Regions from separate parts of the Sus scrofa genome. Here region 2 is linked to region 1. Evidence: chromatin contacts called from public Hi-C data. All regions are on one chromosome and are shown on one strand. Each heading gives the region's core, a stretch centred on a gene start, on an enhancer-like site or on the middle of the called end of the contact. The rest is flanking DNA. Distances are from core to core; before and after follow the strand shown.

Region 1 (3,522 bases), core at 681-3,180:
TCAACCTTGGCACTAATGACTTTTTTTTTTTTTTTTTTTTTTTTTTTTTAATGTAAGCATTTGGTCGTTCAGTGGCAGACTTCTCAACAATACTGACATTTTAGGTTGGGTCATTTGTCTTTGTCCTGCCATCTTGGGCACCGTAGGGTGTTTGGCAGCATCCCTGGGCTTCTACCACTAGATGCCAGTAGCAGCCCCTCCCCAGCTGTGACAACCTAAATGTCTCCAGACACTGCAATCATTCCCTGGGAGGCAGAACTAATCCAGGCAAGAATTGGTGCTCTTAAGAACTACAGGAAGGCTTTATGGAGGAGGAAGCCTAAGAAGTGGTATTGAAGCTTAGGTGGTTACTTTAAGGGTCGGAGACAGACGGAAGCAAGTTGAATACAGGTAGCACAGAAACAAGGCTTTAAAAAAGCTTTGATTGTGAGAAAAAAGAATGTATATATGCATGTGTGACTGGGTCACTTTGCTGTACAGTAGTAAATTGACAGAACACTGTAAAAATAAAAATCATTTAAAAATAAAACTGAATAAAAAAATGCTTTGATTTAGGGAGTTCCCTGGTGGCTCAGTGGGTTAAAGGTCAGGTGTTGTCATTGCCATGGCTCAGGTTACTGCTGGGGCACGGGTTCGATCCCCAGCCTAGCCTGGGAACTCCTGCAAACTCCTGCAAGCCCAGAGCGTGACCAAAAAAGAAAGCTTCGGCTCACATACTGAGTTAGCACCTTGTCTGCTCTTTACTGGTTCCAGTTTTGTCAGAGCACAGTATTGCCCGCCTATCTCCAACAACTCTCTCACCCTTGAGAGCCTCCCTTCTAACAAAGAGAGCCAGCTTCAGGCTCAGTTCCCTCAACAGGCAACAGTGTCTGTTCCGCTTCAAAAATATAATCTTGTCTTCACTGCATATATTTTATGGTTGCCTTCTATTGGTGGAAGTGAGACTTCTTTTCTGCTTACTGTCATTACAAATATATCAGAGACCTCCAGAGAAGGTGATTTGGAGGAGAAAATAATGAGTTTGATTTCTGAGTAAATTTGATTTTGAGGTGACAGCTGTACACCAGGTAGAAAAAAATACAAAAAATTCATTAAAAATAGAAAACACTTTAATATATAGTAAGGCTATGAAATACACATGTAAATAGAACAAGATGTAAAATAAAACAGCAGGCAGCAGAAGGTAATGGGGAAAAGTCTTTTGCTGTCTATTTTTCTCCTGCTTTCTGAAACAAAATCATTTTTATCTTTTAATGAATCCTTCTATTATTGTAAAAAAAAAATATTCTCCTTCCAGAAGTGACATCCTGGAAGTGTTATTCCAAGAATGTCACTTTAGCATAACTAGAAAAATATGAACAATATACATGTATTTTCATTCTCTTCTATCTAAAATAAATTACTTGATTTCTTAACAACTTGTCCATTTGACATTTTGGTTGAGCTAAGAAGGAGAACTTAAAGCTCTATGTTGCCTCTGAAGGATATAGAGAATTGATTTCTGCTTATTTCTGCGGAAGTTCACTAGGCAAGCTACTTGTGTCAAGTCATTATGATAAGATTCAGCATAAGTAATGCATTAACGTTGGTTGATATTGCCAACAAATTACAGTATGCAATACAAACAATTTCTGTTCCATCATTTTCAGTTTGCCTTTTCATAAAGTTAAAACATGCAGAGGAAACAAACATTTGCATAACGCCGTTAGTATTCAGATTGATTCATGACATTTCATTGTGGAACCCACCAAAACCAAGTGAACCTCACGAAACGGCAGGGCATATCTGAGAGATTTCCGTTTTGGCCACATCTATACAGACCACACATACGCTCAGTGGAAAATGATCTTTGAACTTGCTTCTACTGCAACTGCAATTTGCCCAGTGTTGCAAGAGTTTAAGGTTGGTAATAAAAACTCCCAAGATCTAAAGAAATGATCCAGTGGATCAACATCTATTTACTATTCAACTGTTTGCAGTAACTGAGCAAAGTTACAAGGTCATGGAAGTTACACATGTTCCATTTAAAGTTAAGGCTGTTAATCAAAATGCAAATTATTACTCAATGACAAAACATTTTAAGCCAAAATGGGTCGTTGTTTAGACTGTGTGTTTTTATGTACTTCAATGAGTCATTAAAACTCTGCCATTTCACAAGAGAAGTGTTCCTGCTGAATATTCAGTGATATAAGCAAGCGTGTAGACTTTTTTTTTTAAATAACCATTCTAGTAAACTAAAAGCATAATGCAATAATTCCAGCAATATGTATGTAGGAAGTGGTGCATATGTGAATAATCGTGTTATAAAAACAGAGCATAATATTCATAATTGTTTTCATTTTTATGCACTAAATACTCATCAAAAATGAGTACTTAGTACTTGATCACCACTGATGAAGAGTATTATGAAAGCACAAAAATTACTTTCCTGAGCCGTAGTATTAGGTATTCATTAGAATAAACTAGTATCTGAGATTCATTTGTTTAATATTGGAAAGAGAAAAGGTATTATGTAAGTATTATAGAGTACCACTACTGGTAGAACTCAAAGAAAGTCGTGTAAATTGTATCCCCTGGTACTTGGGGTTTTGCTATTTCCTGTTCTGGCTTCCAGTGACAAAAAAGGCACCCTCCTGCCCCTTCGGTCGCTGGCTTCTTTTCTCGTGGCTGACAGAAAGCAGTGCCATAACCAGAGTTGTGCGTTCCCTCTGTTCCACACACTCTACTGCTTCCTCAACCCTTCTCCATCTCACAGAGTCTGGACCAAGCGTGGGGTTTCTCTGGCTATGAAACAGCACACAGCCTTTCTCGTCACTGTTTTATTCATCGTCAAAAGAAGCAGAAGCTCTGCTTCTTTTGCTCCCTGTTTATTGAACTCTGTGCTTAGGGGGCAAAACAAACAGCCGTGGAAGGAACGACCATTTCCCCACCGTCTTGCTAGTAAGGGGACACCTAAGGCAACAACATTGAGCCTGAATGACCTTGTACCAGCTCAAAGAATAGATGTCCAGCCTTGTAACAATATAATCATAGAATCATATTTCATATGAAATTTGACAGTTGGTAAGCACATATCCCACAAATTACTTCACTCATGTAATCCTATGGAAGAGGATATCATTATGCCCATTTTCCAAATAAAGAATCCAGACACAGAACAATTAGGAAACTTAGCCAAGGTCATAAGGCTAATGAGTGGCAGAATCAAGGCATAAATCGAGGCAGTCTGGTCCCAGAATGTCCCTGTGCACACTGTACACACACACATGCACACACACACACATACATTTCCATCAGCAACACAACCAAAAGCGGCTTGAACCTATTCTTAAAAGAAATAAAAAGTAACCAACGGCACAAATTTTAAAACTTCATTCTTTTTCCATACTCTGGTTGTTTGGTTTTTGGTTTTGGTTTGAGTGTAGTCCTGGGGAAAGATCTAAATAATTAAGCTAAAACATTACCCTGCATATCAACACAGGTCTGCACTGGGAAGAATCAACTCACCTGAGCCCCTCTGTC
Region 2 (3,453 bases), core at 371-2,870, 190 kb before region 1:
TTATAATTTTTTTTGAAATTAAACTACCTGCCATTTGTACATGACAGCAGATATATAGGCTATCACCATAAAGGCTGGCCATATCCATCCATCACAGTTCATTTTCAGACCCAGTGCTGTAGGAGGTTGGAAGTACCAGCACCATTATTGATGGACCTACCCTAATAAGTTGCAGAAAGTCAAGGAAACCAAATGCAGCAAGAATCTACAGGGTCAAAAGGCATTGTGCCTTAAATGAAAATATATTCAGCTCAATGCTGTGAATACTCTACTCTTGTTTTTACCTCTATATTGCTCAAAAAGAAAACATTGCACATCTAGTTTAAAAATGTAACATATTTTTAATTGCTTAATTCTAATTTATTTTTTTAGTGCTGTTAAAAATAGAATGTTACATGTATATACAGGTCATATAGAGAAAAGTATAATCGTAGATGTAGTGGCAAAAGGACTCTCAGGGGAACCTGCAGACTTTGGTTCTGGTCCTGCCTCCACCATTAACTAGACATATGGGGGCTTGGGATTGGCACATGCACACTGTGGTGTATGGAATGGCTGGTCAACAGGGACTAGCTGTGTAGCACAGGGAACTCAATATCCTGTGCTGATCTATATGGGAAAAGAATCAGGAAAAAAAAATATGTGTGTACATGTATAACTGAATCACTTTGTTACACAGCAGAAATCATCACAACATTATAAATTAACTATACTCTATACTTCAGTAAAACTTTTTTAAAAACTAGATATATGACATCAGTAAATCACTTAATTTCTGAAAAAACACAATTCCCTCACCTATAAAATATGGTTATTGGACTTCATTATTTATAAAATCCTTTCAAGCTCCAAAAATCTATGATTAGATGATTCTAAGATTTGTTCTTATTTTCAAAGTTTGTGGAGGTATTATCAACTCTTGTTTAAGGTGACACAATAAATTCATGCTTTGATGTATTCCCTCCGCTCGAAACACAGAGCAATGATAAATAAAATATTAAAAGAAAAAAACTAAAAGTCATCTTCAGGCTTGGAAATAAACTCTCCATGGACCAGAAGTGGTGCATACATGCAAAGTAGTGATTGCACAAGCAGTCACAAGCCTGCTGGGGTCTGGCTCCAGGAACAGGCAATGGCATCTGGGAACTGGCTCCCAAAGGATCCCCCGGAGCCAAAGGGACCTAAGCCAAGCCGATGGCATGTAGCCAGGAGCTGAGGTAGGGCATGTGTGCTCATAAGAAGGGCTGAAAATAGCTGGTGCTCAATACTTCTTGGGAAAGCTAGCAAGCAGCAATGTAAAAATTCGAACCCAGGCAACGTGGCTCCACTTCCACATATAACCCTTGGAGTAACTCCCTAGGATGCTAAGAAAAAAAGGTATAAGAATGGTTGCTGTAGTATTGTTTGTAAGAGTGAGCAGAGAAAACTACATGCCTTTTACTAAGATAGAGAACAAACTGTGACATAGTTCTAAAAAGGTAATTTTATTATGTTATGTAATTGAAACACCTAACAAATAGACATACTTCTACTTAAGATTTTACCTGGAGACCTTCCCTAAATATGAAGAAACTAGGCAACAGAACAACAATGTGGATACTCTGTCAACTCAGCAGATGGCAGTAGCAGGTCTGGTGTCACTTACTTGTAGGAACATGTGAATTTAGGAATACTTTTTCAGAACCAAACCTGTCCAAAACTTCTGTTTGCTGGAGTTCTCCAAGAGCCAAGAGTAGTTAGGTTCCCAAGATTAAGTGAGCAAATCAGGCCGTACACTGGGATATGGATTGACTCAAATAGCCCAGTGAGAAGACTCTAGACCTGGGCCAGACACAGAGTCTAGGATTTTGGAACAAAGAGGAAGGTATACTATAGGCAGTCATCAGACAGCAAAGGCCTGAGTAGCAGCGTAAGCAGGTGTGGTAAGGGGGCAGCTAAAGCTTGGTGCCAAAGATCTCAGACAGTGGTGCCCTAAGCAGGCAGCTGGTGACAGGATGGTTTTGAGGTCTGAGGGCAGAGAAGTCAGAACCTGAGTAAGAAAGCTGTACTTCAACCAGACAGGGGCTCTAGCAAATGAAGCCATATTCAGATAAAGGGACTGAGAACATTAAAATACAGAGGGATGAGTAACAGGAGGCAGCTTCTCAGACACTCACAGGCTTTATAATAGACACAGAGAATCATGTCTAGGCCTGGGAAAAGGGAAAAAAAGAGAAAATTTAAGAAATTAGATTATGTCACTACACACATAATAACCTTCTATCAAAGTACTAAAGAAACTTGGACTTTGTTCTAACAACTCTGGAGAGATATTTTAACTGTGCCTCTCTGCTCTGCACCTTCATCTCATAGATAGTTTAACATTTTAAGAGTGCCTGCAAGAAGCATATATCCACATAAAGACTTGTACACAAATGTTCATAAAAGGTTTATTTCCAATACCCCCAAACTGGACATCAATCTAATGTCCACTAATACATGAATGGCTAGCGTGATGTACAGCCATACAACATTATTTAGCAGTAAAAAGAAATACATGCAACAAACATGGGTGGACCCCAGAATAGTTATCATTAGTAAAAAGGAAGAAAAAAATACATATGCTGTATGATTCATGCCGTTTATATAAAAATCTTAGAAAATGCATACTAGTCTATAGAGTCAAAAAGCAAATCAGTAGTCACTTAGGGACACGGAGAGAAGGGATTAAAAATAGCCAACAGGAAACTTTTGAGGGTGATGAATAGGCTCATTATGGTGATGATTTCATGGGTGTGTACATATCTTAAAACATCAAATTGTACACTTTAAATATGTGCAGCATACTGCATGTCACTGTATCTCAATGAAGCTGTTAAAAATATATCTCTTTGGTAAGTGAAATATTCTTTTGCTTAACTTTGAAAATAATAAAATTTATTCACATTGAGTTAAATTATTTTAATTTTTTCAAAATAATTTCTCATGAGGCTATGTCCATTAAAATGTGCAACCACAACTCTTCGATGTGCCGAAAATAAAAGTAAGAAAACTCAAATGCTTCAGAATCCAATTTACTCAGAAATTCAAAGAAAATCCTGGATAAAATTATGCATAGGAATCTGCTTCCAATTAATGACTATGGTCCTAAAAACCATAGGCAGATAGCAAATATTCATACAAGACTAGTGAATGTGATTATATAAATTACCATTAAAAATCTTTCTCTACTTGTTCCCTTCAATGCATTATAGTTTGCCTTCTACCTTTAACACTATGTTCATACAGCTCTTGCTAAGTAAGATCACAAAATCTCATGGAGACCTCTCAGGTCTTATTTTTTTGATATTGCTGAGAGTTATCATACCATTAATTGGACTCTGTAATCATCACATTCATATTTCTCCTCTCCTTCTCAGATTAGCCTCTCTTCCTGTTGTTTTTGTTGTGTTTTGTGTTTTTAGTTCCTTTTCA

Evidence for each region. Hi-C and Micro-C count contacts between places; a contact is called where the count stands out from the background.
Region 2: a contact with region 1 is called in a Hi-C map of liver, with 2.5 times the contacts expected there. The contact joins two enhancer-like sites. A contact is called at or near these places in 1 of 5 promoter capture datasets (liver) and 6 of 47 Hi-C or Micro-C datasets (fetal heart ventricle, liver and skeletal muscle).

The regions. Positions count from the first base shown.
Region 1 is chr5:36,280,514-36,284,035 of Sscrofa11.1, reverse strand. All of the region lies in intron 1 of TRHDE (thyrotropin-releasing hormone-degrading ectoenzyme), which reads right to left. Among named protein-coding and RNA genes, the nearest start is that of TRHDE, 15 kb to the right of the region's middle. Within about 2 kb of position 1,930, at least 1 of the 83 cell types and tissues checked has an H3K27ac peak or open chromatin away from gene starts, as enhancers often do. A contact at or near this core is called in liver, where this site is marked.
Region 2 is chr5:36,466,593-36,470,045 of Sscrofa11.1, reverse strand. All of the region lies in intron 3 of TRHDE (thyrotropin-releasing hormone-degrading ectoenzyme), which reads right to left. Among named protein-coding and RNA genes, the nearest start is that of TRHDE, 200 kb to the right of the region's middle. Within about 2 kb of position 1,620, at least 3 of the 83 cell types and tissues checked have an H3K27ac peak or open chromatin away from gene starts, as enhancers often do. A contact at or near this core is called in liver, where this site is marked.